Linked DNA regions of Oryctolagus cuniculus: region 1 is linked to region 2. Evidence: chromatin contacts called from public Hi-C data. All regions are on one chromosome and are shown on one strand. The core of a region is the stretch at or near the end of the contact, and the rest is flanking DNA. Distances in the headings are between cores, read along the strand shown.

The links. Hi-C and Micro-C count contacts between places; a contact is called where the count stands out from the background.
Region 1: a Hi-C map of an unstated tissue shows a contact between it and region 2, with 4 times the contacts expected there. The contact joins the promoter of PRKAA2 here to the promoter of FYB2 in region 2. A contact is called at or near these places in 3 of 6 Hi-C or Micro-C datasets (liver, psoas muscle and an unstated tissue).

The regions. Positions count from the first base shown.
Region 1 is chr7:116,548,928-116,554,413 of mOryCun1.1, forward strand. PRKAA2 (protein kinase AMP-activated catalytic subunit alpha 2) reads right to left here and starts at 2,163. Exons shown (of 8, transcript XM_051856426.2): 1 at 1,407-2,163. It overlaps LOC138850646 (a long non-coding RNA gene), which reads left to right and starts at 1,632. Exons shown (of 2, transcript XR_011390694.1): 1 at 1,632-1,778; 2 at 2,164-5,244.
Region 2 is chr7:116,283,700-116,289,118 of mOryCun1.1, forward strand. FYB2 (FYN binding protein 2) reads left to right here and starts at 1,657. Exons shown (of 21, transcript XM_051856422.2): 1 at 1,657-2,044. The coding sequence starts at 1,826.

The sequences.
Region 1 (5,486 bases), core at 913-3,412, 270 kb after region 2:
TGTACTTTGGAAATTTATATTAATTAAATAAAAGTTAAAAATAAATAAATACATAAATAAATAAACTGGCTCCAATTATGGAGAGAGGACATGATTACTAAATCTCATATAACTCTTATGAACAAAATGGAAAAGGAAGAGGGCTCAGCTGCTTAATCCACCACTTGGGACCTGTAAATCCCATACTGGAGTGCCTGGGATTGGAGTCCCAGTTCCTCCACTTCTGACTCAGCCTCCTGCTAATGAGCTGGGAAGGCAGCAGGTTATGGCTCAAGTACTTGGGTCCCTTCCACCCAGGTGGGAAACCTGGATGAAGATTCTAGCTCCTGAATTTGGGAAATGAACCAGTGGATGGAAGAAGGTGTGTGTGTGTGTGTGTGTGTGTGTGTGTCCATCCCCCCACCCCCAGCAAAGTTCAATGCCTAACTAGTTCTTCTTACTAATTACTTAACTAATAAGAAGTATAAACTTTCAAAAGCAGGCTATTTTTCTACACCCTAAGTGTAATTGCATCTCCAAGAAAACAGACCTCAGCAAAAATTTCTTAGCAGTTCCGACCTCAGCCCTTCTCCAACACCAATACCTTTATCTCTCTCCATCATCCCAGAGGCTTCCTGGAGCCCCTGCACTCAAACCAATCAACCTCGAGCCCTCCTAGGTCTAATTATCGGAGCCCACCCAGCGGCATTCCAGCGTTTCCCAGGCCCACCCTCGCCGGCCCACTGGGCGTCCGCTTAACAGGAGGCCCTGCCAACCCAGAGTGCTACAACATCACAGAATCTGGGGGTAGCAGGGACCTCTGAGCAAGGCTAGAACCGGAGGACATCTTAGACTTCATCCCGCGCTGCCAATTTCAGTGTGACCTTGGGCATGCTACTCAACCCTTAGGGGTTCCAGTTTGCTTCCCCTGCAAGGTGAGGGTCACAGCTGGACCAAGTACGGATTTAAAGAAATCACACGTAACGCCCCTGATAGGGCGCCGGGCACCAAACGGCAACTCAATCATCATCTACGGGTAGCCTGCAGTACTGCCCAGCTCTCCCCACACGGTGTCCGAGCTGGAGGGCACCTGACGGGTATGCTACAACCTCCCAGCTGTGCAGAAGGGGACGCCAGCAGGGAAGCACCTGGCCCCGACCACCGCCCAGATGACAGGCGTTGGACCTGGAGCCCAGGACCCCTGTCCCCCAGCCCACTCTCTAGCGCTCGCCCCCAGCCCCGCCTGCCAGGCCGGGGCGCCGCTGCTGGGCGAGGCGCTGCCCGCCGCCCGCGCGGGGTCCACGTTCTCAGCTGCCCGGAGCCGCGCCACCTGCCGCGGGGCCCTGCGCCGGTTCGCTGCTCGGCCCGGCCCAGCCACCCGCCAGCCCCGCAGCCCCGAGCGGCTGCGGCCTCGGCGCGTACTCAACTCTTCACTTTGCCGAAGGTGCCGACGCCCAGCGTGTCCCCCAGAACGTAGTGACCGATCTTCACCCGCCCGTCATGCTTCTGCTTCTCAGCCATCTTCGGCTCGCGCGGCCTCGCTCCGCCGCGGCCCCTCAGCGCGGACGCCGCCGCCGCCGCCGCCGCCTACCCACAGTGCAGCGGGACCCGCGGGGGGCGGGCCGCAGGCGACGAGGGGCGCGGGCGCCGGCGGCCGGGGTCCCGGGAGAGGGCGCGACCGAGTCCGGAGCGGGGAGCCGCGGCCCGGCGTGACCGACGCCTGTGGCGGAGCCGGAGGCGGCGGCGGCCGCGCTGAGGGCGCGGGGCGCAGGCTGGGAGAGAGGGCGGGGCCCAGCCAGGTGCGCGGATGGCAGCGAGGGTCGGCGGGCGGCAGGTGCTGAGAGGGCGGGCGGCGGCGGCGACCCGAGGGCGAGGGTGGCTGGGGGCGCTCTCTGAGGGAGAGCCGAGAGAATGGGACTGTGGGGGTGAGACCTGGATCCGATCTGAGGGAATGGAAAGAGGTGGAAGTCGAATTTGAAGAGAAACAGGCCCAAAGCCCCAAACCGCGATGTGGGCTGGGAGGCGGAGGCCAGGGGCCGGTGCAAAGGGCAGTCGGGGGAGCGCCCCGGGGAAGTTGCCGGGGTCTCGGCTGTTTCTGATCCAGCTATTGGAGCACTCACAGCGGTGCTCTCCTCACTTGTCCTCCTCTGCCTACTTCATCATTCTCACTTGCTTTGTCCTTAGATGGAAGAGAGATCTCAGCTGTAACCGATGTGCAGCTTCCAGTAAATCCCCGTCGCCGTGTTAGCTCGGGTGTTTGATCGCCTGCCTATATACATACACAGTAGGGAAATGATATGTGACAGAGCTGCCCAGGAAGGAATGGTGAGTGCACAGGAAGTAAATTACAAAGGTGTTCCAAAAAGTTCTTGGAGGGACACGGCGCCCCATAGCCGGCCACCGCTCCTGACTCCAGCTTCTTGCTGATGCAGACCCAGGGAGGCCGCAGGATAACTCAGACCCTTGGGACCCTGCCACTCACGTGGGAGACCTGGACTGAATTCCCAGCTCCCCTCCTGGCCCTGGCCCAGCTCTGGCCTTTGTGGAAATTTGGAGAGTGAATCAGCAGATGAGATCTCTCTCTCTCTCTCTCTCCCTCCCTCCCTCCCTCTCCCTCTCTCTCTCTCTCCCTCTCCCTCTCCTTTTCCCTCTCCCTCTCTCTTTCAAATTAATTTTTAACCCCATGGAAGATAAATTTAATTGAAATGTTTACTTTGAAAAACACGTGAATGAGCGGTCTTCATCAAGTTCATGAAAATGTGTATGATGAAAAACTGTGCATGGATTTCAAAGTCTTTGGCACCAAAATAAGCTTGCCTTTTAATTTCATTGTTCCACGAACATTTAAAGTACCCTTGTACATGAAGGACAAAGGAATTGTGAAAAGCAAGGACAGTATAAAGACACAATTTAAAGTATGATAAGTAGAAAAAAATGGTAAGAGGAAATGAGAATCATGATTCCTCCCCCACCACCACCACCACCCCTGCCTGGGGAGGGAATATTAAAAAGAAAGAAAAAAAGAGAGAGAGAAAGAACTAGGTGAAGTGCTGATCTCTTCCATCTCTTCATTCCTTCCCCTCTTTCCTTCCTTTGTTTAATAGTATCCTATTCTTCAATGTTGTCCTATCTTTCAAAATTATTACTATAATTATTTGTTTCTCACCACAAAAACAGCTATTATGACTAATGCATGTGTTACTGGCTTGATGTAGCCATTCCACTATTATATACATTTCAAAACAACATGTTGCATCTGATGTGTGTAAAATTTTCATTTTTCAATGATGTAAAATTTTTAAAGATTAATTTTAAGATTATTTGCTATTTGAAGATGAATTGTTAAAAATTAGTGAGATGCTTTTAGCACTGTGCTTGCTAGTGGAGTTTCAAGGTCACATTCCTCAAGCTTGAAGTCTGTTATACTGCTTACATGTAAAGAATATATTGATCAGAAAGACTAGGTTGTGAAATTTTTTTTTTTTTTTGCTTTCTGAAAAGTAGTAAATATACAAATGGCATCTATTCATTCTTGGCTAGACACCAAGACAATCTGATGAGAGATGAACACCACTTATAAATTACAGATATCGCACCTGTTACACAGAGGCTATTTTCGTTCATTCTTCGGATCATCTTTCTTGCTGACAAGAAGTATCATTTAAGAATCACACTACCTAGCTGGCAATTTTGAGAGCACAACCAGTCATTTTTAATGCTGAACTTTCATTTGGTTCAGGGTCACTCCTTCCGTCCTTCAGTGTTCATTCAGGTGAGCAAGAGAACAAAATTCCTGTTCAGCTTTTGAGCTGTTTCTGTCTTTCATTCTAACATCCATTTCAAACATGTTGAAAACTCTTTACTGAAGTTAGTTTCTTGAAACTTGGTACAAAGAGACCATACATTGAGATTCTTAAAGTACTTTACACTGCCTTAACTAACCATTAATAATTACCAGTTGAATTGTTATGTACTGCATAACTACGATTTTTACACTGCTACTATGAACAACCTTGTAACTTTATACCAAACATATATGATATTTTGTTGGCTAAGAAGTTGTTTTAAACACAATTATTTACTTCTCATAAAAGAAACTTATTATCCCCATTTTATAGATGATAAAACTAGTTTTTCCTTTCTGATTTGCCCAAGGCTAAAAGCTAAGCAGCAGAGAAGCAGAGACAAACTCACATCTAGTTCTAACTTGTCTTTTTCTGTTATACCACAGCTACCTTTACAAAAAAAAAAAAAAAAAAAAGTAACGGTGCTCTAGGAAAGTTTAAAATGTTCACAACCACAATCCCATTCTCGTGTTTTTATTATTTCTAGGAAAGGCCAATAATACACACTTTAAAATGTCCTTTTGTTGTTCTCTTTATTTAGAAGAAAGATTGAAAGCCATGTGGGTGGGAAGAGTGGAAGAGGATGAATCTCACATACCTGGGCATGGTTCCACATCTCCCTCACCCACTCCGCAATACAAAACCTGACACACTAGATCTCCTTATGCGAGATGCCTCTTGAGGTTGTAACTGCAGATGTTCTGGTAAATGCAGTATTCCCCATTTTATTATTTTCCAGTGATGTTTTAGTGTCTGCCAGTGATGTTTTAGTGTGCCCCAGGCAGCACTCTAAAATTGGTGCCCCAGTCAGCTCCTCTGTTCTTAACACTCATCCAAAAGTCACTGTTGTCCGCTCCTGCTGGACAATTTGGATTAATTTACTTCAAATATTATAATGTGAGGCCTGAATAGATTAACGGAGTGTCATTAAGCCAACACACTGCACTAAATTTCACTGGTGTTATCAATCACCAATCCCTTCAAGTCTTGGTCTATACTTACCTTCTCAGTGAAGCCGACCCTGACAACACTGTCTAAAGTTGCAGTTTCCAGACGGCATCTGGTGTAGCGGTTGTGATGTAAGTCGAATTGCTTGCATGTTATATGCACTTCCGATTCCAGTTTTCCTGGGTGATGGCTCAAGTAATTGGATCCCTGCTGCCTACATGGAAGACCTAGATTGAGTTCCCAGCTTGGGCCTTTGGGGAGCAAACCAGCAAATGAGACCTTGCTATCTCTCTGTGCCTCTCTGTCTCTCAAATAAAACAAGGAATTTTTTAAATTGTAGCTTTAGCTCACTCATACTCCTTTCCCAGTACTTCCCACCCCCAACCCTCCTTGATTTTGTCCATACCACTAACCTTTTAACATATTAATTAATTTACTTGTTTATTATGGTTTTTTTAATCTCTCTCCCAGCTAGAATGTAAGCTTCACAAAAGAGAGGGTTTTATTTTTTTCTCCATTTTGTTCACTAATGTATCCTTACCTCCCAGAATAGTACCTAACAAATTACAGGAATTCTAATAGATTCACCTGAAGTTTATAGAATATGGAGAACATTTTTAAGAAGGACAAAATACAAAATTGGGTTTGCAGATGAATATTTCTTTGAAATGAAAACACAGGTATGTATAAAAATTTTAAGCTGACAAATACCAC
Region 2 (5,419 bases), core at 407-2,906:
ACAGTCAACAGTGACAGAGGAGGAGAGGGAAAGAAAGAGGAGAACTGACTGTGGTGGCGTCTGCATAAGGCTCAACACCCACCAAGAGATTTTCTCATGGCCACGAGTCTTTAAGCCAAGACTGCCAGCCCTCTTACTTAGCTGGTTGGCTTTCCCAAGGCCAACTATTATCAGGAAAACCAAATTTAGCACCTAGAAAATCACAGGGTAACAGAGGGGCCCTGTGATGATCTGAAAGGCACAGCTCTTAAGCCTACTGTTAAAACAGTCCCCACTGCTAACAGCTACCATGATTAGTGCCTTCGCCTTCTAAGGCCCTACCACTGTAACTTGCCAAGAACCAATCCAAAATGCACAAACCTCCCAGCCCTTCCTGGTTCAGGGAGATGGGAATCCCAGCTGCCCTACTCCATGCTTTCTGCCATGGTAGGCCTGACTGGAGCCACTAGGGGGAGCCCCTGCATTAGGAGCAAAAGGACTTGACTGGCCCAGTGCTCACCTGGGGTTGGGAGGAGAGCTCCAAGTTCTCCTATAGCATCGTAGGCTTCACGAATGCATGCAGAGGCAAGAGTGGGAAACGGGGTGCTGCTGAGCCACTCTAGCTCTGAGGATTGGGCGCCCCAAGCTGAGTATGAGCAGTCTACACAGCAGGGTTGCTCAGACTGAGCTGTCAAGTTGGTGTAGGGGATATGCTGACCATTATTTAATTAAATGGCATATTGTGGCTCAGAACAGAATGGAAAACATCAGTGGGATCACACACAGTAAGAGTGATTATGGCTTTGGGAAGTTTTTATGTTAGTATATGTGCCTGTTTATGAGGGCAATCATGATGTCAAAGGGTTATCATACTGTGAGTCATTAACAAGGTTTAAATACACTGAGATAAAAAGTTCCCAGAAAGCCCAGACTCCCAGACCTTAGATCAGAAGCACAGCATTGACTGAGTGCCTTGCTGGGGCCTTGAAGCCTGTATTGCTGATTGATTCTCAACCATCACCTGCTGGATGACGTGGGCGGGCAATGGGACTTCCTCACCTGCTCCCACCTCTTCTCCCCTGGTCCGGGCAAGGTAATCTGTTCACTTACAGAGCTTGGCCCAACGAAAGCAAGAAAAGGCACACAGGCTGCATAAGGCAGGGCTCAAGCCACCTGCCCTGCCCGGCCCTGGACCCAGCACAGCTGGGATCCCCCAAAACAGGGAACTCACGCTCAGTTTCTGCACCAGCCCTGTCAGGGAAAATGAAGAAAAACACTCCCAGAAAAATAAAACTGGGGGTACAAACCCTGATTATGTGACTGGGCAGGGTATTCCATCTCTCTAAACAGCATTTTCCTCCTTTTGAAATTTGGAGCAGGGCACTCTCCGGGCTATTGTAGGAGTTAAGAGTCATAATGCATGCAACCCCCCCCCAACAGGTGCTCCACCCTGTGAGCCCCCCCTCACTTCTGCTAAACACCCCCAGGGGCTCAGGGCCTCTTCCGGCTTTGGTCTGTGGTCTCACTGGCCTAAGAAAGCATTTTGTGAAGTAGCCATGGGGGTGGGGGGTGGGGCGGAGTTGGCTGGGGGTTGAGACTAATGGAGATTACATTGTCTAGCCTGAGCTTTCCCTGCTAACAGAGGCGGGAGCTGTCCCCATTCCCCAGTGACTCCCCCAGCCTCGGGCTGGCAGGACAGGAAATCCCTGGAGGGGCGTGACTGTAGATCAGCCCTGGATCCCTGGGCAGAGCTGCTTGCTGGGGCACACTGGGCTCTGTGGATCAGGGGGACAGAGGCCTCCCTCGGGACTCCCTGCAGGTGCTTGATGCTGGCCAGGCTTGAAGGATGGAGGCCAGCTGGGGCCCAGCCCCGGGAGAGGGCGGAGCCACAGTGCAGGTGGGACAGGTGGAGCCTCTGGGCTCAGGTGTATCCAGGGCTGCGGGAAGTGAAGGCTCCCTAGCCAGCAGAGGCGGAGGAGCCGCGCAAACTGCTGGCCCCAGAATCCGGCTCTGGGAAGCCGGGTTTGTCTCCCAGATTCTGCCTCACAGAAAAGCAATGGAAGAGGTAAGGCCTGCTGGTCTGGATGACAGCTGTCTCTGTGTCCTTGCTCTCCTGTCCTTGCTGGGGGTGGGTCCTCCGGAGGGGAGAACCATGAGGAAAAGCTGCGTGTGTGTCATGCTTGCTAGACAGGAACGAGGGGTTGGGACCTGTCAGCACCCTTCAGCTCACACTGGCCTTGCCCAGAGAAGCTGGGAGTGAGGAGGGGTTTGCTGTCTGGTGGTCCCTCCGGAGTGAGGGGACAGCATGAGGGGAGCTGGCTGTAACGGGGAGCTGGGCTTCTCGCCTACTCCCCCAGCCACCGTGTGAGTGGCCCCGGCCCCCACGCATGCATGTGCCTGCGTGTGCTTGCCCTCCTGCACCATGGCTGGCTCTGGTGGCCATCAGTGGGCAGAGCTCGGAGCAGGGCATCAGCAGTTTTGCACTGCACGCTTGCGGCTGGAGTTTGGACCCTGCTCATCATTAACGGTGTGGTCTGGGGCCAGTGTGTTTGTCTTCCTGGGCTCCGGGTTTCTGGCTGGCAAAATAGGATTACTACCAGTTTGAGATCACAGCAGGTGCCTGGAAGACGGGAGATGGCGCATGGGGAAGTGCTGAGCACCAAGCCAGGTGGCGTTCCCTTCCCAGCAGGGCTGGTGCATTGGCACACCTGGATCTCTCTCCGCCCCACTGCCCACATTTCCTTGTTCCTCCTCCTGTTCTCTTCCCTCTGGTCCCCTGTTCAGGACATCTGTTCCCTGTGTGTGTGTGCGTGCATGGTTTGCTCCTATACCACTTTTACTCATTTAGGGTCAAATCATTTTCTCCTGTGAGGTGTGTGTGTGGCGTCCCACTCAGATGTTTAGTTTTAAATCAGGACAGAGGAGCTGTCCCAGCTGTTGCCTGTCCCAGGGCAGGAGGCACCTGTTTCTGTGGCCCATCCCTCCAGACCCAGGAGCTGAGTTTGGAAAGACTCTGGCAAGGGCACCCTGGTCCTGCCTCCATCTCTCTCTCCTCTGCATCCTGCCCACCCCCACCCTCCACACACATTTCATTGTTTAGCAACTTCTGAGGAGTTCCTCTGTAGAAATGTGCCAGGCTGAGCAGGTTTGGTGTGCTGGAAATAAAGGAAACACACCTGTCTTTTGCTGTCTCTGATTGGCCAGGATCTGCAGTGGCATCTGTCCATTCATCTAAGTGGGGAAACTGATGACCCAAAGTTACCACTTTCTCAGTAGCACACAGCTGGTACAATAGCAGCACTGGGTGTGAGCCTGCTGTTGTCGATAACAGCTACTGAGTGCCAATGATAAGCCAGGCATCACTAGAAAGAACGCAGCAGAACAGGCAGGTTGCTAGACAATACAGAGGAAATTCACATATTGGTTAGCTCATAATATCTGCCTGGAGTAACCTCACGTGAGCTTTTACTGACCAGAGAGAGGCAGCTAAATGTGGATAGCTTCTCATCTTAAAAGGAGGATTTTGTATAATTAAGAAAAATCATAGCACTCATTTATTCAACAAATGCAAGCATGTATTATTGAGCACTTGCTTTGTGGTGTCAGATCCTGTTTTAGATGTTGTAGATGCAGCAGTAAATTGGTCAAAATCTCCTGCTTTTGTATAATGTGTATGTTAGTTGGGGAAGACAAATGAGCGTATGTGTGAAATGGCCCTAAGTGCAATGGTGATACACAAAACAGAAAAGGGTTTAAGGATGGAGAAGCAGCCGGAGAGGCTGCGTTCTTAAATGGGATTGTTTCCAGAAAGGTGACATGGTAAGGTGCATTTGGATAGAACCTTGAAGGTTGTAAGGGAAGTGGCAACATGGCTGTTTCAGGGAAGAGTGTGCTACAGAGAGAAAATAGCAGATGCAAAGGCCCTGAGGCAGAAGCTTATCTGATGTGATCAAGGAATAGCAAAAATGGCCAGAAGGACTGGCACCATGGAAGCAAGGGCCAGGGACTGTGGGTTCAGATCATACAGCACCCTGGAACCTACCACAGAAACTTCAGATCTTCTGAGTGTTGTGAGCAGCTCACCGATTCAGCTCACATTCTCCAAGGATTGTCTTCTGTTGTTTTGGAAATAGATGACAGGGAGAGCAAGGGAGGAAGCTGGCTGGCTGGGAAGGGATCCAAGCAAAGAAGGGTTTGAAGTTCAGACCAGTCTAAACAGTGGAGGTGGCTGGAGGCCACCAGACTGTATATGTAGATGGTTCTCAACCTACGGTTGTTTGACTTAATGATTTTTTTTTTATAATCGTACAAAAGCAATATGCATTCAGCAGAAACTTTATTTCAAATTTTGAATTTGAATGTTTTTCCTGGGCTGGGGACATGCACTATGATACTCCATCATGGGGAAGAGAGTCAGCAATGAGCCACATGTCCCAGTCAGCCACTCAATCACAAGGGCAAACACCCAGTACTCTACAGCACCCAATGCTGGGAAGCTACAATATCAGGTAGTGAGGTGTGCTAAACAGGCTTTTGACTTAACACTATTTTCAGCTTAGGGTGGGTTTACTTGACATTAACCACCTTATAAGCCAAAGAGCATCTATATATTGCAGGAATTACTGATGGGTTGGACAAAAAGCAGTAAAAGAAATGGAGGGATTGTCAATGACCCCAAGGAGTGAAACCATCTGGGAGAATGAAGTTGATGTCTACTGAGAACTTAGCACAAAGAGGGGTGGGGATCAGGTGTTCCTTTTAGGCACAGTGTGTTTGAGCAGCTGAGTAGGTAGTTGGATGTGTGAGTTTAGAGTTCCAAGGAGATCTAATCAATAAAATGTGAGGATACTTCAAAAAGTTTGTGGGAAATGGACTTAGAAGCTTATTTTGGGCATGGGTGTTTGGTACAGTGGGTAAGAGAGCACTTGGGATGCCCATAACCCCTATCAGGGTGCCTGACTGAGTCCTGGCTCTGCCTCTTCCCATCCAATTTCCTGCTAATGCACTCCTTGGGAAACTGCAAATGATGGCTTAGATACTCGGGTGCTTGCTACTCCCACAGGAGACCCCCACTGAGTTTTTGGCTCACAGAGACCACAAAGCCTGGTACCTACATGCACAGCCTCAGGGACAGCCTGACAAGTTTCAACTTCTGGTTGTACCATATACAAATACCAGCTGTTCAACTTGGAGCAACTTAATTTCTCTGTGCCCCAGTTACCTCATTTGTAAAGGAGAAGTACTACTGTCTACCTCTTGACATTCAGCTATGAAGTTTTCTTGCACATAGAGCTTAAAATAGCTCACTGAACTCATGGGGCAGTTGAATACAAACTAAAACAACTGCAACTTATAACAAATAGCTGAACTGTTGCCGGTTGGATTCTGTCTTCCCCTTTCCCAAAGTTCTGTGTTGAAATTCTGACTCCTAGGACCTCTT